3 separate regions of the Sus scrofa genome follow, and regions 2 and 3 are each linked to region 1. Evidence: chromatin contacts called from public HiChIP or PLAC-seq data. All regions are on one chromosome and are shown on one strand. Each heading gives the region's core, a stretch centred on a gene start, on an enhancer-like site or on the middle of the called end of the contact. The rest is flanking DNA. Distances are from core to core; before and after follow the strand shown. Region 1 overlaps LOC106508008 (a long non-coding RNA gene). Region 2 has its middle 190 kb from the start of LPP. Region 3 has its middle 160 kb from the start of LPP.

What was found. HiChIP or PLAC-seq counts read pairs in DNA pulled down with a chosen protein or histone mark.
Region 2: an H3K27ac HiChIP or PLAC-seq map of skeletal muscle shows a contact between it and region 1. The contact joins two enhancer-like sites. A contact is called at or near these places in 3 of 5 promoter capture datasets (fetal liver, liver and skeletal muscle), 8 of 47 Hi-C or Micro-C datasets (fetal heart ventricle, heart right ventricle, liver and 3 more) and 2 of 2 datasets of contacts at active chromatin or transcription factors (alveolar macrophages and skeletal muscle).
Region 3: an H3K27ac HiChIP or PLAC-seq map of skeletal muscle shows a contact between it and region 1. The contact joins two enhancer-like sites. A contact is called at or near these places in 3 of 5 promoter capture datasets (fetal liver, liver and skeletal muscle), 8 of 47 Hi-C or Micro-C datasets (alveolar macrophages, brain, embryonic fibroblasts and 4 more) and 2 of 2 datasets of contacts at active chromatin or transcription factors (alveolar macrophages and skeletal muscle).

Annotation. Positions count from the first base shown.
Region 1 is chr13:125,404,611-125,407,310 of Sscrofa11.1, reverse strand. The region is part of intron 1 of LOC106508008 (a long non-coding RNA gene); the gene reads right to left. Among named protein-coding and RNA genes, the nearest start is that of BCL6, 16 kb to the right of the region's middle. Within about 2 kb of position 1,355, at least 33 of the 83 cell types and tissues checked have an H3K27ac peak or open chromatin away from gene starts, as enhancers often do. A contact at or near this core is called in fetal liver, liver and skeletal muscle, where this site is marked.
Region 2 is chr13:125,586,210-125,588,909 of Sscrofa11.1, reverse strand. No RefSeq gene overlaps it. Among named protein-coding and RNA genes, the nearest start is that of LPP, 190 kb to the left of the region's middle. Within about 2 kb of position 1,304, at least 22 of the 83 cell types and tissues checked have an H3K27ac peak or open chromatin away from gene starts, as enhancers often do. A contact at or near this core is called in fetal liver, liver and skeletal muscle, where this site is marked.
Region 3 is chr13:125,616,318-125,619,017 of Sscrofa11.1, reverse strand. No RefSeq gene overlaps it. Among named protein-coding and RNA genes, the nearest start is that of LPP, 160 kb to the left of the region's middle. Within about 2 kb of position 1,292, at least 3 of the 83 cell types and tissues checked have an H3K27ac peak or open chromatin away from gene starts, as enhancers often do. A contact at or near this core is called in skeletal muscle, where this site is marked.

The DNA of each region.
Region 1 (2,700 bases), core at 106-2,605:
GGCTCCATCTCTTCTTGTATGTGGGCATCCATATTCCAGAAGGTCTGAGTGGAAGGGCACAGTTGGTGGGGAGGTTGGCGTTTAATAAATAGGAGTTACTTTATTATTTCCTGCAGATGCCAAAGTCTGTTAAAGGACTTTCTTTGTCCAGATAAGCAGGCCTTAGACCTTTCTTTTTAAAGAGTGGAGATCTAAAAAGGATACAAAGTATTGATGGAAAATATCTCTTTCATTGCCTTCAAGTTTGTTCTGGTAGAGCAAGGCTTATTTATTTATTTATTTATTTTAATAAGGGCAAACTTCTCATCTGTTATTTCCTCTGACTTCAAATAATTACCTTTAATGCGATGACGGCTGAAGTACTTCTAAGTTTCTCACCAGGAATCTCTCTCTAGGTTTTTTTTTTTTTCCCTCCTTTTTCTTCGTGTGTGTGTGTGTGTGTGTGTGTGTGTGTGTGTGTTTATGACTATTATGACATATTTTTTACATCCATGTGGAGCCTAGCGGCTTAAAGAGTGTCCAGCTTACAAGTCCTATCACTGACTGGGACAATTTCCAAAAACAAACAGAAAAAGAAGGAAAAAAAAAACAAAAAACATAGTGCAGAAAAGATGCTTGGGAACTGTCACATCTGATTATAAATGCTGGAGATCAAAGGTATAACGTCTTAGAATTGGCTTCCTCCAGCTCTTAACATTGAAAATCTTCAGTTGGCTTTTGGACTTACTCAGCAGAATCCCAGACTTTGGTCCACAATTGGTTAAAAATTGATAGAGGTGAGGATTCTGGGAGTGCCTTCTTTACTTAGAAGTTTACATTTTAACTCCTTCTCTCACCTCAGGGACACATATACACTTGCCTCTTTTCCAGCCCCCCTCACCTTAAAGTTATCTAAATGTGTATTTAGCTATAAAAGTATAAAAGTTAGAATAGAGAGACAGCCTACAAAACATCTGGGTTACTCCTTCAAACTGTTGAGGAAACTGAGTCCTGACACGTGGTTTCGCCCCATGTCCCATAAGGAGTTCCAGGCAGAACCGTAATTAGAAACCAAGGTTCTTTGGCAAGAAATCCATGTTTTGTTTTGTTTTTCTTTTACCTCACACTGTGCCCCCATGGAGTTACACGTTTGTGCCTATTTCTCTGTATGTACATATGTTACATAGACGTGGACACGTAGGAAACATGCACCAAGCATCTGTGGTCTGACCTCAGGGAACAGTTTAATGACTCGGATTTCAGGCAGCTGAAAGGGTTCTGCGGGTGGAGGTTGAAATAAACAAGAAAAGCCACTGTGGAGATGTGAATGGAAAAGTACCGAGCACTCCCTCCCTCTGCACATTCTTCTGCTCTCCAGCTCTGCCTGCAGTCAAGCCGGCTTCAGATAGGCTTTGGCATGGTCAGGTGTACAGAGGGCGGTGTGGAGAAGGAAAAAAAAAAAATGCAGGCACAACACGCAAATCAAGTTTTTCCACTTCTAGCCTTAGGTAGTAAAGACAGCTAAGTAAGGCAGCCTGGCGGGAGGGTGGGCCAGACACCCTGAGTTGACAAACACTCAAGTGCTTTCCTCCCTGCATCTCCCTCCTGGTCCAGCTGCTGCTTTCCCTCATGCTAAGGTTTCATAGGAAGTGAAAACCCTGTTATTCAAAACAGTGATTGAAGGCAATAAACAAATGATTATGCACCCCCATCGCTTCTCTATTTTAAGCTCCTGATATTTATTTCCATTTTAAATAAGTGAGAAAAGTGTAGGAAAAAAAAATCAGTGTTTTGGGGGAAAACTCTGAGCTAGGCTGAAAAGGTTTCTAAAGAAAAAAAAAGGCTCAGAATTAATACAGGCTGAAAGCAGGCAGCATATGGATCAAAATTAAACGTTGACACTTCTTTTTCTGAAGGTAGTGGCTGGAAATCATCTTCCTTATTTTTTTTAATGTCTCAAAAGTTTCTGCTCAATTTCTCTAAATCATACCAAGAAAATTTCTTTCTTTCTCTAAAGATAATATAGGGAGCTCGCTTACAATAGCTCTAAGTAAAAGATTTGAAATAAAACGAATGGATAAATAAGATCTCCCTTATCCTTCACAAATAGTGTTGAGTGCTGTAGCAGGGGTGACAAGCATAACCAAGTCCCAAATGACCCTCCAAGCCCAATATTCATCGGGACTTGAAGTTTGTTCCGAGAACTGGCTTACGATTTACACAGAGCCCAAAGCAGCCTTCCTTTCCTCAGTTCTGCCAGAAAACAAGATACTCACCTCCAAATCCAGGTAGTCAGATCACCCTGATTCTCTAAAATGACACAAAACCATTACACCACAAAGATCTGTTTTCAGTTGTGTCCTGGGGTCCCACATGCCTCAGTGAGGGCTGTCCTGTCCTCTTGAAAGAAGGAAGCCTCCAGGAGTTGAGTCATAGATCTGCAGGGATCCTTCCCGTTCCACAATCTATAATTCTGTGATGTGAAAGTTTAAAGATCTACCAAGGTGCCAAAAGCTCCTGACAGGTGAAACTCATTTCCGGTTTGGAGCCCCTTAGAAATAGGCCATGACAGTGTTTATTCCAAGTATAGTTTCCTTTTCAGAGATGACTGAACTGTGGGCAAGGTTTCATGAGGGGAACTGGAGGCAAAAATCTGTTCCTCTTCTTAACTAGAAGTAATATTAGGGCCAAGCTATTTTATTTTGTAACAAAGCTTATCTT
Region 2 (2,700 bases), core at 55-2,554, 180 kb before region 1:
TTGAAGTGTGGGGAATGAGGTCCGGAGCAGCCAGAGGATTAAGGTCCAAAGTATGTGGGTTTTTTGTTTTTTGTTTTTTGTCTTTTGTCTATTTAGGGCTGTACCTGTGGCATATGGAGGTTCCCAGGCTAAGGGTTGAATCAGATCTGTTGCTGCTGGCCTATGCCACAGCCACAGCAATGTGGGATCTGAGCTGCACCTGTGACCTACACCCAGCTCATGGGAATGCTGGATCCTTAACCCACTGAGCAAGGCCAGGGATAAAACCCTCATCCTCATGGATATAGTCGAGTTCGTTAAGCACTGAGCCATGACGGGAACTCCAAGGCCCAAAGTTTTAAAAAGTGCAGAGGACATTGTAGGAAATTCAGTGAGACACGCCAGTCAGAAGCAGTGTAACTAATGTTGAAGGAACGCTTTTGAGTCCCACTGGGAAGGGCCTTTAAAGACCAGCCAAGTCACTGGAAGTTTATCCTGTAGGCAGGAGGAGTGTCTGAAGCTTTGTGAATGCAGGAGGTGTCGGAGAAAAATGGTGATCCAGGAAGCTCCTTTTAGCCAACTATGCAGGATGGAGAATAAGGAGAGTAGTTGGGAGAAGAAAGATCACAAGGAGCAAAGGACTCAGAGTCAGGAGGATGACTATGCTGCTCTCTTTGTAAATGTAGTCAGTCCTGCTCAGATACCTACATAACTATATAGGGTTGTCTCTGCTCTAACATAAACAGCTGCCTTGACAGCCCCTCTGGGAGGTCCTAGACACCACATTTGATGAGGTTAAAATGCTTTGTGCATGATACAGCTGCAGAACAAATGGGGGATAATGACCCAGAATGCGGTGGAAGCATGAGTCGGTTGGTGGCCCTGGGGTTGAGCAGTTGGGTGTTGAGTGAGAGGCAAGTCTCCATTTAGGGGGTATCTTCCCTCTGGAGGGATTTCCTTTTCCCTCCTTGGCATGTCCTGTGTCACCTGGTACAGACTGGGGGCTAGCAAAAGTTGGGGGCGTGTCGAGTTAGTTGTCAAGAGCTGAAGACCAAAAGTCCCCCGGGTCCCTAGTAACTTCCTCAAGGGAAAGAAGAAAAAATACACAGCCAGCTTTTCAATCGCAAGCTTGAAATAAAAATAAACCGTCAGGTTACTGTTTCGCAGAGTTGCCGAGTAATACTGGAGGGCAAGGAAGAGTCAGTTTGCACAAGGTGGTTGCTCAATGGAAAGGTCTTGCCAGCGGAGCTGTCCCGGAAGGTCCGAGCAGAAGTCAGCACGGCTGCTCTCGGAGCTGCTCATTGGAAGCCAGGCCTTGACCTCATAGAAAAGAGGGCTAGCACGAACGAGTGGGATGAAAAACTGCTGAAAAGTGACTGGGTTAGGAGGTGGGAGAGAACTTACTGGGCTTTCAGCCAGCCCTGGACTTCTAGTGGAAGCATTTCACAATCTCCTCCTTTCTCTGTGGGTTATGTCCTTGAATTGAACAGCCAGTGGGGGCTTCTTGGGTGAGTGGAAAGTGCACTGGACTGGGGGGGCCAGATCTCTGCATTCGGCTGTCCAGTGGTGTGACCCTCCCTCGCTGGGCCAGAGTTAGACTAACCTGCATGATCTCAGGGGCTCCCTTCAAATCTAGACTCCTGGGAGGTACAGGACTGGCCAGCCTGTCTCTTCAGATTGGAATTCAGAGGGGACAGCCACTGTGAGTGAACTGACCTACAGCCTAGAGCCGCTGAGTTCTGAGGCCAGGCTTTAGCTCTGGCCAAAATAGCAACACAGGGAAAGTTTCAAACGAGGTAAAGCTTGGGGCAGAAGAGTTTGCCTGCCGACCAAGGCTTGCAATTTGGATGAATCAGAAAGCTGGGATGACCTCTGAGTTCACCCACAGCAAGCTGTGGAGCTCCGTGTATCTAGGATTTCCCTAATCAATTCCATGTACGAGGGCAGCATCTTCCCTTTGAGCTTGGAAGAATATAAGCCAAAGATCATTTCTCTCCCACTCTCATTTGCCTTCCCCAAGTCTCAGAAAATAGGACCTCTTCCCTTCCCATTCTCCCACTTCCTGAGCAGATTGCCAGTGGTAAATGCAGCACTTTCTTTTTCCTACTCACTTCCCCTGTTCTTTCTGGTCACCAGGAATAGCACTAGTCCAGGCTTTGGGAAGTAGGATAATAGGGCATGAGGGCAAAGTTCACTGAGCTGTCCTATTGGTCCCTTTGGCTGCCCAGGCTGTGCTGTGTATCCACGTAGGCAGAATCCAAGGGTGAGTTGCTCTGTCTCAATTCTGGAGAGACCAGTTATTCCCAAGCAGCTCAGGCTCACCATCGACTTTCTTTGGCCCTCCATCCAGAGGAACACTGAATAAAAGAAATCTTTACGGTGTACCTGTGATTCATTTTTAGATGAGTCAAAGTATTCAGAGGTAGATCAGTTTCTGCTTCCAAGGAAGGAGACAGATTAAGTGGGAAAATCACGCTAAAACTATGCATAAGACGAGGATAGCCAGAGTACAGGGAGATTTCAAAAGAAGTAGAACTAGTTGTTGTTTGGGAGGTTACAGAAGGCTGTGTGGAAGGAAAGACTTAAGATAGACCAAATGCTGACAACATTATGATTATGGTTATTATGATAGCTAACTTTTGTTTCAGTTCTTACTATGTTCTAGGTACTGTGCTAAGCCCTTGTATATTATCTTAGTTTCCCTTCATGAAAGCCCTTCCT
Region 3 (2,700 bases), core at 43-2,542, 210 kb before region 1:
CATCAGGATGGAAAGGGTTTGGGTAGGAGCCACAGGGCATGGGTATTGCCATCTGCTGGTCAGATTGGAACAAGAGAATGGGTCTCAGCCTCTGTTCCAATTCCTTTACCACTGTTTGCTTCCTAGGAGGTTGAGGGAGAAGTAAAGCTGGCCAGACTCTGACTCCCAGAAAGGAAAGGAAAAAAAGGAACTAATGTGGGTGGGGAACCCCTGCGGCACCAGGCAAATGCCAAAAGCCTTGGCATCCATTTCCCGTAACAATGGCCTTAGGATGGCCTCAAAATAACACCTTAGCAGTGGTATTATCCTCAGATGGGGAACATGAGGATCAGGAGGTTAAGCCATTTTCCCAAGATCACAAAGCAGGTATATCTGAATGATTTCAAAGCTCACACTACTTCCACTACATTTTCGCATCTATTGCTCCATCATCCCTGGGGGAGTATGGCATAAAAGTCAACTCCTGGCTGAATACTTACCATGTGTGAAGCACAGCACCAGAGTGGTTAATAGAGGCATCTTGCTCTTGAGAAACTTTATGTCCTGTTGGAAATGCTTGATCCTTTGATTTAATCACTCCGTTTTTCTGAGCATCACCTATGAGCAGACCCTGTATGGGGGCTGTGGAGATGGGTGATGAGAATAGCATGGATTGGTAGATGTTGGGGCATTGTTGAATGGTTGAGACAAGTTTTAAAGCCCCACTAATGACAGAGAATTATTGAAGATTTGAGTATTTATGTTTTTATGCTGACTCATCAATCCTCCTGTATTCACTCCTTTTATTCCTTCCTTGATATCAGGTGCTAGGCTAGAGGGTTTGGGGTACAACAGAGAGTAAAAAGTAGGGACAGCCTCTACCACCAAAGAGATTAGTGACCCATATCAGATGGTCACAATTCAGTGGATGTTTGCAAACTTGGAGAGTGTTCAAAAGGGAAGGAAGGTAGTGTGAGAGACCATGGAAGAGGGGGACATGTTTTGGGGGTGGTGGTGGTAAGGAAGGGCTGCTTTGAAGAAATAGCACTTAAACTATTAAGTGCTGAAAAAAATGTATGGAGTAATTTGTGTGTGTGTGTGTGTGTGTGTGTGTGTGTGTGTGTGTGTGTGTGTGTGTTGGAGGGAAGGTGGTGGAGACAGGGCACGGGGTAGAGAATATTGTCCCAGAAGGATGGCATTGACAAAGAGGAGACAGATGATATAGCAAGCGTTCTAGCAAAATAACAACACAGGCTGGCCTGGAAGACATTGGCACCCGAATTCACTTCTTGAGGCCATGCCCTTATGCTCCTCCTGGGAAACAGCAGCCGTGCCTGGTCTTGGATTTCACAGTGACTGCCATTCCCGGGTTTTGCTCCATGACTAGGACCTGTGCCTCCATGTCTTCTTCTGTGGAGTGTAATAGAACACGCCCATGTACTTTTCAGAACACTGATACTAATAAGAAGTGACAAAATACAAGTTGTCTAGAGACATTTCCTCGAGGATTAGCAATTTGGAGTTTATATAAAAAGTCAGAAAAGAGCTTCAGCCTGCTAATTAAATCTACATGCCCTGCCCTCCACACACATAGCCCAGGTCTTACTGATGTCAGCTTCTGGTAGACAGGTGTGGGTCTCCCGATCCACATATACCTAGCTCTAAAGAAAGAGGTGGGTTTTGAATGCATGCAGGACACTGACACTGTGCTTATTGGGAAGCTCCTGAAAACAGAATGCTGCTTTCATTTCCCTCCATTTCTAGCACGCTTTCGAAACTTCCTGGGCTACAAAGGGGCTTCAGTTTGGAGCCAAAGCCCATGAGACACAGGGATTCATGTCTGAGCTGGGAGGAGAGTCCAGATTTCCATAGCACTGAGCTGCCACTTTCTGAGAGCCAAAGCCCTGGCAGAGTTTTCTGGTTTGTTGCTTCAAGAGCCTAAGAACACTTAGACCTTGCAACCTTCAGAGACCCACGAGAATGTGTCCACATTGTTCAGTAAACCCATTCCTGAAAGCCTGAAGGGCAAGGATAGTCCTCAAAGTGTCAGTGGGCATTTTGGCCTCTAGCCTCAGTTCAGCAACATACTGGCTATGTGACCTGGGACACAGTCACTTCCTTGATTGGAGGGCCTGTCTCCCCATCTCCAAATAAGGTGGTTGGTCCAAGGTCTCTGACATGCTGTGTTTCTGGGACTTGAAGCCCTCTCAGTAAGACCCTGTGTAGGACTGAACCTGGTTTGGGATTGTCCTTTTCCTATGTTTGCTGCCTGGAAAGGCCCACTTGCTTGCTGGTGTCCTATCACCTAATGCCAAGCTGCAAATAAATTTTCTCCACACATAGTCAATACCAGCATTTCATGGATGGCTTCCACAAAATTTCAAGATTTTCTGATGATGAGTCTGCGCTGATGCCAAATTAAGCTTGATTCATAATACAGGCAGTGTAGTGATCAAATAGGGTAGGCCAGGTCAAAGGTGATGGAGAAATAGCTGGGTAGAATGGGCAGATTGGTTTGGTCCAAGTAACCTGTCATTAAAACTTTCCCCTTCTCAGAGTTCCCGTCATGGCTCAGAGGAAACAAATCTGACTAGCATCCATGAGGATGCAGGTTTGATCCCTGGCTCACTCAGTGGGTTAAGGATCTGGTATTTTTGTGAGATGTGGTATGGGTCACAGACTCAGCTTGGATCTGGCATTGCTGTGGCGTGGCTACAGCTC